Regions from separate parts of the Mus musculus genome. Here region 2 is linked to region 1. Evidence: chromatin contacts called from public Hi-C data. All regions are on one chromosome and are shown on one strand. The core of a region is the stretch at or near the end of the contact, and the rest is flanking DNA. Distances in the headings are between cores, read along the strand shown. Region 1 overlaps Ldlrad3 (low density lipoprotein receptor class A domain containing 3). Region 2 has its middle 26 kb from the start of Gm34268.

Region 1 (5,672 bases), core at 1,090-3,589:
TGAGAAGTAAATAAACAAGTAAGAGATAGCAGACATTTGTGTGAAAAACCTGCACATACACTCCACACACATGGGCAGGACACACACACACAGAGTGAGTGAGTGAGAGAGAGAGAGAGAGAGAGAGAGAGAGAGAGAGAGAGAGAGAGAGAATAACATCTTGAAAGACATAGACCAGAAACTGAAGCTCTAAGAGATAACTGCAAAGTTGCAATAAAAGCACGATGCTCTCTTCCTTTTTAACTCAGAGAGATTTTAGCATAGTAAAAGTTCTGGGGACCAATTTGAAATTATGTTCCAGAAAGTACAAGATCTCATAGGCATAGGAAATAAGAGAGAAACATAAGAGAAACCAAGGACCTGGTTAGTAGATTTACATCCAAATAACAGGAAATTCTAGAAAGCAATTGAAAACCATTTCCCGCAAACTAAAAGAACAGTGCTTTTTAGCTAGAAAGGGAATGGCCATAAACCATGCTAAGCACATCGTCATGAAACTTCAGAGCCCCGACGGGAAGACAGAAACCCAAAAGTGTCTGGAGAGGACATTAAAGAGCAAAAGCATAAGTAAGAAACAGGTATGGAGAAGATACAAAACTCAAATGGCACCATGCATTTTAACAACATTGGGTATAAGATCGGCCCCAAGCAAAGACTTCTGTCTTAGATGCTATGCAATAAAGAGCTTCTCAGAAATGATAGAAAGAGGCCCTCCAAAGATCTACTAAAACTGCGGGTGTAAATGAAGCGAGAGCTACTGGGCATGGGGATCTGGAGGTTCAAAACTAGGTGGAGCGGACAGGGACAACCAGGGTGGATGCTGGGCAGCAGGTCTGTGGGATCCCAGGTCCAGAGCTAGGGGTAGGTTCCTGTGTAAAGCAATTGATGGGATATTTATGTACACACACACACACACACACACCAGTTCTCACAACAAAGTGAATAAAAGATAAGTGATTCTTGAGCCAATTATAATAAGTAGCCATGGCCCAGAAACACAGATCCAGGCTGCTACAAATACCACATTCCAACAAGGTATCAGTTTCATGATGATTTTATAGTTTGGCAGTAATCGTAACTCAGAACAACTTTTTTACACATTTAGGTATTTTACATGTGTGCGTGCACATGGTACCTCTGAAGGCTAGAAGAGGGCATCAGATCTTTAGAGTCATGGAATTCCTGAGCCACCATGTGGGTGCTGGGAGTTGAGCCATAGTCCTCTAGAACAGTGCTTCCTAATCTTTCTAAACGCTGTGACCCTTTAATAGGGTTCCTTATGCTGTGATGACCCACAACCATAAAATTATGTTGTTGCTAATTTATTAGTGTAATTTTGCTACTATTATGGAACATAAATGTAATTATCTGTGTTTTCCCTTGGTCTTAGGCTACCTCTTCATAAGGGTCCTTCTACTACTCCAGAGGGGTCACGACCCACACAGGTTAAAAGCCACTGCTCTAGACTAGCTGCCAGTGCATTTCCCACTGAGTAGTCTCTCCAGCTCTCTGGATATCCTTTAAATACACCGGTGGACCATCAAGGAGGCAGTTAGACAGCAAGCCGGGCTAATCGCAATTTAGCTTTGGGCTTTTGGAAGACTGGGGTCTGTTCATAAATTCCAAATGGATTTATGCAATAGTCACAAGGATCTTAGTCACACACAGAGGTAGGCAATACATGGCTCTCTAGGTGAGCTAAACATACCCAGTATACTTTGACTTTGTGCCTAGAACATTCCAAATCTCCATGATCATTGAAATTGTAAACAGTCAGTCCTGCGGTGTCTAATGTAGGTACAACTTTTCCTGGGAATTTCACTTGATTGACACGTAACGGCTTAAAGTACACAGCAGAGGAGGCTGACAAAGCTGGAGGCGAGGTTGCCTCTGGATTCATGAGAGATACATAGGATACTAAAAAAAAATGTTCTCCCAGAAGTAAAGTCTTGAAGCTATACTACTAGACTATGAGTCACTCATAATGCCTCCTTGCCAGAGATAACAAAAGCAATGGGTATCAAGAGTATATGTAACCAGGAACTTAAGGAGCATGCGCATGCCGAGGGCAGGGATGGTGATGAGTGTCAGCTAAATCCTCATCTTCCACAGTGGGGAGACAGTGGGTAATTCCTAACAAGGGTGAATCAAAGAGAAGCAATATAAGCTAAGTACTTAGAGACAGCCTAAGATCCATCTCACTAAAATTGGGGGAAATGTTTGCTTCTAGAGAGAGTCAGAGAATGTTGTTAACTTTCATCAAGCTCCACACAGCTCTTAGTCTCTTTAAATTGTGCACACATGTGACTTGTTTAAAAAAAAAAAAAAAAAGAATCCCAAAAATGCGCTGGTGAGAGCCAGGGCCACAGGCTGAGGCCACGCGCACACTGAGCTGTGCGAGAAACGGCTCTTTCAAGTATTCTCAGCCATGCAACAGATGGTCTGGGCGCGCCGAACCTCTCTGCACCCAGCTCTCGGCTTTGGAGCCTCTGCAGCAGTGGAAGGACAGATGCAGGGGTGACATTTCAGAAGCCTGTGACCTGACTTTTTTTTTCTCTGCAGAGTAACTGCAGAATGAGCCATTTATTGAAAAATCTTATTCTGAACATTTTGGTCAACCACAAAGCTGAGGAGGCGGCAGAGGTGCCATCCCAATGGGTCCGGGTCACATGCAGGCATCACAAGGGCCCTTTGTGGGCTAAGCTATAATGTAACCCAGGTCTTCAAAGCAAAGCCACATGGTGCCTATCTGAGGAGCCAGATAGGATCGATTCTCTTTTCTCCTGCTCTCTCAGACGGCTGGGATTCAATCCAGGGGTGTGGGTGGCAACACAGTCCTCTCCAAGCTGCAAATGCAGACTGTGTTTCCTAAACCAGCTGCCTGGCACCCTGTGGTGGATTAGCAGCGCCCCCTTTCCTAGATGAGGTCTCAGGCTTGTGGCCAGCTACCAAGACTGCAGAGCTCCCACTACGATCTCTGTCTGGTGCCTCTGAGCATTGACTGTGCAACCAGACCAAACTGCATTCATAGGCCCAACTTGATACTTAGCAAGCCTCTGTTCTTTCTTCTTTAAAATGGGGTGAGGCTGCATCCCTGGGGTTGTGGTGAACATCCTGTGAGCTGATGTGCATGTGTTTCTGATCCCAGCATCTGCGCCCAGTGGCAACTGGGTTGGGCAGAAAATTGTTACTTCCTTGCTTTAAAACCTCCATACCCTGTGTCTCCTTTGGGGTCCACTTCCTTCTTGCCTGGCCACTCTCTTTCTGCTAGAACTCATGTCACATTCAGCCATCAGAGAGTTTTACTCCCAAATATTGCTTTTATCCCTGCCCATCCCTGCTGGGGAACGCTCTGGGGTTATAAGACTAAATTCTACAGCCTGTTATTTAAGACCCGGTACCACTACCTCTTGCCTTTTCTCTATCTACTGTGTCCAAGCAGGAACCTTCTTTTCTCTTCCACGTAAGTCGCTGCTGCCTCTGCCTGCTGCTTACTGTCATAGTCCCCTCCCCCAAAGTCCTCTTTAAAGTATCACTTAAGAACTGGCGTGGAATAAGACCCACTTTCTTCAAAAGCTTCCATGACACTTCCACCTTATTCAGGCCTTTCTACCTCCATGGCTTTTCTCGCTAAAGTCAGCTCAGGCCTCTTGCAGTTTCCCTGGCCAGCAAAGCCCCTGTGCGCTGTGGCAAAGGTCTTCAGGATCTGCAACACTGGTGGACTTGGATTCAAGCCCGACCTCTGCAACTTCCCATACTGAGAGATCCCATGAATTACAGTATTTTTTTTTTGCTCAGTGTTGTAATTGGCCTATAGGGAAGGGAAGTTGTAAACTATAAATGTTGTCATCAAGAGATAACACCAGAAGTTGGTATAAATAACTCACAGATGAGGCTGGAGAGATGGCTCAGCGGTTAAGAGCATCGGCTGCTCATCCTAGAGGACCTGAGTTCAGTTCCTAGTGCCTACCTGGCAGCTCACAACTCCGTATATTGCAGTTCCAGGGCATCTGCTGCTCTTTTTTTTTTTTTTTTTTTTTTTGGCATTCACATGTGGTGCATAGCTGTATATGCAAACACAACACCATACTGTAAAGTGATAAAAAATAGAGGCCTGGCTTGCCTTAAAAAAAATCACTCCACACACCACCATCACATCTGGCTTTTAGGTGATTAAATGTGTCTCTCCCGCTTTGCTTCCCTCTGTGTCATCAGCTACTCGTGACATTAGAAACCTCTTAGTGTTGAGCTGCCTCTGTTTCAGTCCGTGTATGTCAGGCCAGGCTGTGGCATTAGATAGGCCCAAGACTCAATAATTTTTAGAAAAAAAGGATTGAGATTGATTTCTTACCCTGCAAGTCAACTATGGATTAGTAGAGCAAACCCTCTATTTCTTAGTAACCCAGGGAAGGGAACCACTCAAAGCTCTTCTACAAGCCAAGAGCTCACACAGCCCAGCCTGCCCTGTAGTGGACAGGAAAGTCTGACTCCTTTATCAGTTGCCCTCCAGTGACATACCCTCCTGTAGCTCTGTGCCTGCATGTGCGGCTTTCCCCCTGGGGTCACCACCAGGTGTCTTGTTCTCCCTCACAAGTTTGGAGTCTTGGTGATGACAGACACTCTGTTCTCTGTTCTCTTGGTATAGCTCATAACCTTGGATGGAGCATCACCCCCTTTGTCTCAAAACTCAGCCACACCCTCAAGCCTGAAGAACAAAGGACACTTAAACCTCTCAGCTTGAATATCTTCAGCTCTCTAAGGCAGTGCGATCATTGCTGTAGGGAGCCATGGATTTGATCAGGAAGCAGTTAATTTACTTAACCAAGCTTTGTGTGGTGGGCATTATTTCACCTGCAGTAAGTGGAGGCCAAGGTAGACATGGATAGTGCGTGCTCACACTTAATAGAGAAGTCAGAAAACTGAAGTGATAGAGTTTGGAGTTTATCATAAACTCAGCTGTGCTCCTATCACTTCCAGGATATGTAGGGCAATATCCACACACACTTTGCCTCAGTTTTACCCCTCTGAGAAGTAGGTACTTTGATATTTCTGTAATAGGATTACTGCAGTGAGAAAGATGGATAAAGCATCTTATCCACCTTATAAAGCATTAAGAATGGCTCTGACATGCTGGAAGCCCACATCAAGTACAATTGCAGCATCACCACCATTACCAAGTTCTCAGAGGCAGCAAGGCTTAGAATGAGCTAATGGGAGCTGTTTCATACTTTCCTACAAGAGTCCGATCGTTATTTGTGTCTCACATTAGTCCTGGAAACCCGACTTCCGAGGACTCAGGCACCCCATGAAGACTGGCCACTGTTTGTCACTGTGCAGGGTCTGACTAATCCCTTGTTATTGGCCATTTGTGTTTTTCCCACTGATGCTCTGATGCTGTGCCCTGAAGTCACAGCATCTAATCCCTTTCGTACGTTCAAGGAGCTTTTCATTACGAAGGCTCGGAGCCTGGGAAGAATAACTGAATAGCAAGGGAACATTGTCAAGCAGCAAGGAGATGACTAATGAGTCTGAAAGCCAGACTGAAGGACAGCAGAAGAGATTGCAGGTGTGATACACTGGACTAGTGGCTGCCTGTGTTAGGGGTCAAGTCTTGGGTGACTAGAGTTCGTGGGGTGGAGTACATATGTGAATGTGAGTACACACGTATTCAC
Region 2 (5,672 bases), core at 895-3,394, 290 kb before region 1:
CTTCTCTGACCTACTTCTGAAACTCAGTCTTTGGAACGATTTGGAAATTCAAATCCAGATTCTACTACTTATGGAAAATTACCCAACATCTGTTTTGTTTTCTTTTTAATTCCTTATCTACATATATAGGACAATTCTAGAATATTGCTCCTGAAAGTGTTTGGAAGAATTTAGGGGCATAATATGGTAATGTAGTATTAGATACTGTACAGAGCATACTAGCACAGTATCCAACACTAATTAGCCACAATAGTAACATTTTGATATTTTCTTTATACTCATTCTATTCTCTATGGATTCTTCCTTTAAGTTAATTGGGTTTATTTATTAACCTACTATCTTTGTTACTCTTCTATTGCTATGATAAAACACCCAAACCAAGGCAACTTCTAAAAGAAAGTGTTTACTTGGGATTTATAGTTGCAGAGAGTTGGAGACCATGGCTGTCATGACAGGAGCATGGCAGCAGGCAGGCAGGCACTGGAGCAGCAGCTGAGATGTTACATCTTGAGACACAACTACAAGGCAGAGAGAGAGAACTGGCAATGGCAGGAGCTTTTGAAACCTTAAAGCCAGGCCCCAGTGATGTACTTCCTACAAGACCACACCTCCTAATCCTTTCAAAGCAGTCACACCAACTGGGGACCAAGTATTCAAATATATGAGCCTACAGGAGCCATTCTCATTTGAACCATTACACCTGGCAAAGCATAATTTTTTTCTCAGCTTACATCAGGCCTCACCAGGCATGCCTTCTGCTTGCTATTGTCCTCAAATTCAGATCTCTCCAGGCCCTACTCCGAATCTTATCCACTCACAAACTTCACCACCACCTCTCGAGCCCCCATGACTACTTCTGCAGTACCAGAGAATGGTATAAATACTTAGACGATCTCATCTCTAACCAATTAAAATTAAGGGTTTTTTTTTTTTTTTTTTGTATCAGAGTAATAACTGCTTGTTGGAGATATCCTTATAAGCCCGAGGCAAAAAAAAAACAAAAAACAAAAAAAAAAAACAAAAAAAAAACAAAAAAAAAACAAGTTAATCTTTCCACGACTGCTAATATTTTGCCTCATTTCCTCCCGTATCCTTGTTTCTGTCATTTGTACATATGTAAATATGTGTGTGTGCTGTTGTGTTCTCGAGCATACACCTTGTCTGCAGGTTTCCCCGGGCATTCATCTGCCCGAGAAGAAACTGGGATTCTGTCACACAGGAATTCAGACAGAAAGCAATGTGGTACTTAGTGTCGTTAATCATGAAAGATGGAGTTATACAGGCAACTGGAATACCAAGACACGTTTTAACCAGCCTTCCTGTATCAGTTTGCTCTGGGTCATGTAAAAGATTGTTAAGATTTTGTAGTTTGAAAGAACAGAGCCTCTTACAGTCTCACAGCCTGTCTAAAACAAGTCACAGCAGGTCAGGTGTGGTTTCCGTGTGAAATGTCCCCTTACAGGTTCAGGTACTTGTGTTAGCTTGCAGTTGGTGGCCCTGTTTGAGAAGGTTATGGGAACTTTAGGAGGTGGAGCCTTGCTGGGGGAAGTACGTGACTGAGGTTCCCCTACCCCCACTTTCCTCTTTACTCTCTGCTTCCTGACTGCTGATGTAATGTGACCAGCCAGCCTATTTAGCTTTTGCCACCATGACTTCTCCACCATGGCATACTGTATTCCTCTAACTGTAAGTCTGGATAAACCCTTGCTTCCTTAAATTGCTTCTTTGCCTTAGCAAGGAGAAAAGCGGCTGATACAGGTATTGTTAGGGATCTTCCTGCAGCTCAAGGGAGACCATTCCTTCTTTCTCCAGCTCCCAGATGCTGCCCATCGTCCTTAGCTCGTGGACGTTGCTCCAGCCTTCTCCCATCAGCATGGCATCTCCACCTAGCTTTGGCTCCTGCCTCCCCCCTCACAGAGATCTCTGTGCTTACAAGGGGTCACCGGGATAATTCAGAATAGACCCCACACCTCAGTACTGCCATGCTCGAGGCAGTGAGTTTAGCATCACAGGACTAGACACCTCTGTAAACAAGGCTGTTGGCTAGCCTTGCAGCAATAGAGAGAGGAACCATGGAGGCTGCGGTGAGGAGCCATGGCGGCTGGAAGGAGTCCAAGAACATGAAGCTGCTTGGGAAGCTGGCCTCAAAATAAAGCATCTGCAGCAACATCTGACGTCTACTGAGTATCTGTGCGCCGGGAGCTATACTGAGCTCCTGTTGAAATAGTTGCTAGGAAAAACAACATTGAAATAGCCACAGAGTCTTAGATAAAAATTGCCCAAGCTCTACTCATGTAATTAAATCAATATTTTAATTTTTCCACACTCCTGTATAACTTTTCCATATTCATTATAATATTATAGCTATAACTTAGGATGCTAATTTCCACATTTCCATTTTAATTTTTACCATAAATAATGTTTCCATTTTGCAGAAAGTAGCAATTTTGTCTCCTCTTTCATTTTTCTCTTCTGCCACACTACCCTCAGTAGTAACAGTCCAAGACCATCTCTCCCTACATATCTGTCACTGCTTACTTCAAATAATAATGGTGTTATTATAGTATTATTTGTTTTAATGTATATTACTATAATAAGAAGAACAGTATTGGTAGCATAACAGCTGAAGTGATAACTTGGATTTCCAGAGGGCTGGAGTTCAATTCCCAGCACCCACATCAGGCAGCTCATATTCTCTATTACTCCAACTCCAGGCGATCTGATACCATTTCTGGCCTCCAAGGGAATGTGCACACATGAGACATACATGTGTGCACATAAATAAGGATGAATAAATAAATACATTTTTAAAAAGTCTGCAGACTTCAAGTAAGTATGTTTGTTTCTTTGTTTTTTAAAATAAGTACACACATAAATGCAGACACACACATACACACACACACACACACACACACACACACACACACACGTGCGAACAGTGTCCATCTTCCTACAGCAGCTTTTGAAGTGCAGTATATGGGTCTTGCCACCTTTTCAAGACAGTAGATCCTTCTGCTCATCATGAGGAAGCAACACAATGCCCATGGTCCGGAAGCACCAGCGTTTACTGGACCTGTTGACCTGTTGAGAAATATTCCTGTTTCCAGTTGCAGAGCCTCGAAGTGGAATTGAGGCCAATGAGATGGTCTATCAGTTACCTGATGATGTGAGTTCAATCCCTGTAACCCAGAGTGAAAAGAACTGTCTCCAAGTTGCCCTGTGAGCTCCACACATCTGCTGTGGTACATGTGCGCCCACACTCATATAGACTTACACACACACATGCACACACACTCACACACACATTATTATAAGTAAAATTTTCTTACAAGAAGTAAAAACTGGGCTAGAGATGGGACTCAGTGGTAAACTGGTTGCCCAGAATGGAAAAGACCCTGGGTTTTATCCCAAGTGCCACACAAACAAGAATGGTAGTTTTCTGTCAACCTCATACAAGCTAGAATCATTTTGGAAGCTCAACTGAGAAAAATGCTCCCACTTCATTGGTCTGTGGGCAAGCTTGTGATACTCAATGACAGATACAGGAGGGCCAAGCTCACTGTGGGCAGTGCCCGCCTCTGAATGGTGGTCCTTGGAGCTATAAGAAAGCAGACTGAGCAAGCCATTAGGAGCAAGCCAGCAAGCAGCATTCCTCCACAGCCTCTGCTTCTGTTCCAGCCCTCACCTTCTTCAGTAATGGACTGTGATGTGAAGTGCAAGCAAAAGAGATCTTTCTTCCCCGAGTTGCTTTCAGTCATGGTGTTTATCACGAAACCCTAACTAAGGCAGGTCAGCTCTTAACACTGCAGATGGCATTGTAATACATGACTTAGGATATAAATTCTTAAGTACCAGTGCTTTCATTTTTGTTGGGTAGAGACCACAGACGAGGAGTGAATTTAGGATCTTCTAGATGATATGCTAAACACAATCCTAAATTGAACATGGTATCTGTAGGGAAACCTTGCTAATGAAGGTCACAGTCTCCCATGACCAGATAGCTCCTCTGAGCTTGGCACAAAATGGAGGACTCCCTTTACCAGCAGGGCTTCCCCTTGTCTGGGGAGCCTGACCACCCCACACATACCCTCTACCTGGGGAAGGCTGAGTAGTTCTTGGCAACTTCCTCTTTCCCAGTAAGAACCCGCCCAGCAAGTACCTGAGATTGCTGGAATGCCTCTCCATACAAACGCATTCACGCATTCACCACGCATTCATCGTTCACTAAGCTCTAGCCAATAATTTTACATTCATCCTGAAAACTCCTGCCCACTCTCCAAGGTTCATATTTAGCCCTTGGATACCCTGAAAAAAATGTGTACAAGCCCACCCCTAATAAAGATATTCGCACCAGATGTTTCACTCAAGATCATCTAAGAGAGCTCTTCCATTGAGTATCATCTAAGAGAACGGTAACCCTAAAATCCTCAGAGAAGCCCCTACCCCAGCACTCACTCCTAGCAGGCCTAAGATCCTCCAGACCCCACTTGTTCTGGGCTCTGCTTCATCCCTCCAGCCCAGTGTGCAGCAGCACCTGTACCCCCTTAGTGAGGAAGCACACACACACACACACACACACACACACACACACACACACCACAGATGTCTTGAAATACGCAAGCTCACCCAGATGAGGGAGAAAGATATGGTTCATATGGGTGAAAGGATAAGAGTCAAAGATTTTTTTAAAAAACCCAGGGAGCTTGATCAGGGACAGGAAAACAGGTAGGGCCCAGCCTGTTCATACCTTGATCATTTCCAAAGTTCCCATGGAACGTGGCATAGTGTCAGCAGCCAGGCTGTCCCCAGTGCTGCATAACCTATCTTTTATCTCAGTGTATTTGCTCCTAAAAGAAGGACAAGAAGCAGACTGAAACCCTCTGACCACTTGTCTTCCCCTTATACGTCCCAGCATCTACATCTGTTCTTTGTGGCACAGAGTGGGTAGACTGTGAAGAGCAGAGTTGATTTGGCTTGTTGTTCTGAAGGCTGACACCACTCCCTGGCGAGGGCTTTCTCTAAGCATCTTAACCTGACACAAGACGGAGCGAGACAGCAAGTGTGCCAATGAGAGCTTCATTTTACCCTAAAGCCACTTCTGCAGTAACCCACGGATCCATTAATTCCTTCACCCGTGGCTGGACCATGAAGGCAATCTACTTCTGCCTGACGGACACCGTCATGAAGACTAGGTTCCCAGCACTTGTGGAGGACATAGTCAAACTAAACTACGCCACCAGAGAACTCATTTGTTGTGCACTGAGAAATTCACATTAGACTTTGCATCAGAGCCTGCATTTTAAATTGTTATGTGAGGAGAATGGAAGATAGAATAAGAGGCAAATGAGGAGGAGAAGAATGACAGAGGCAAAGGAAAGGATAGATATTTGACCTGCTTTGTAAAAGAGAAAGCATTTAAATACATATTTACAGTAGTTTGAATATATATGAAAACTTCAAGCAACCAAAGCAATACATAAACAAAAAGCTGACTGCCTTAAGGCTAAGGATTTATTTATTTACTTACTTATTTCTTCATAACGAAAAGAGCAGTAATGAACTTGTAGTTCACCAGCTCAGCAAGGTCAAGTCCAGTGCCTCTGGAAGTTACTGGGTCAAGGGGGGGGGTGCATCAGTAATCATGCTAGATTTCTCATGGTTCCTTGCATTTC

Evidence for each region. A called contact is a pair of places that touch in the nucleus more often than the background predicts.
Region 2: a Hi-C map of cerebral cortex shows a contact between it and region 1, with 2.0 times the contacts expected there. The contact joins two enhancer-like sites. A contact is called at or near these places in 1 of 484 Hi-C or Micro-C datasets (cerebral cortex), 1 of 115 datasets of contacts at active chromatin or transcription factors (double positive thymocytes) and 1 of 9 other capture datasets (embryonic stem cells).

Annotation. Positions count from the first base shown.
Region 1 is chr2:101,980,383-101,986,054 of GRCm38.p6, reverse strand. All of the region lies in intron 4 of Ldlrad3 (low density lipoprotein receptor class A domain containing 3), which reads left to right. Among named protein-coding and RNA genes, the nearest start is that of Gm39888, 8.7 kb to the left of the region's middle. Within about 2 kb of position 2,339, at least 105 of the 459 cell types and tissues checked have an H3K27ac peak or open chromatin away from gene starts, as enhancers often do. A contact at or near this core is called in cerebral cortex, where this site is marked.
Region 2 is chr2:102,269,948-102,275,619 of GRCm38.p6, reverse strand. No RefSeq gene overlaps it. Among named protein-coding and RNA genes, the nearest start is that of Gm34268, 26 kb to the right of the region's middle. Within about 2 kb of position 2,144, at least 5 of the 459 cell types and tissues checked have an H3K27ac peak or open chromatin away from gene starts, as enhancers often do. A contact at or near this core is called in cerebral cortex, where this site is marked.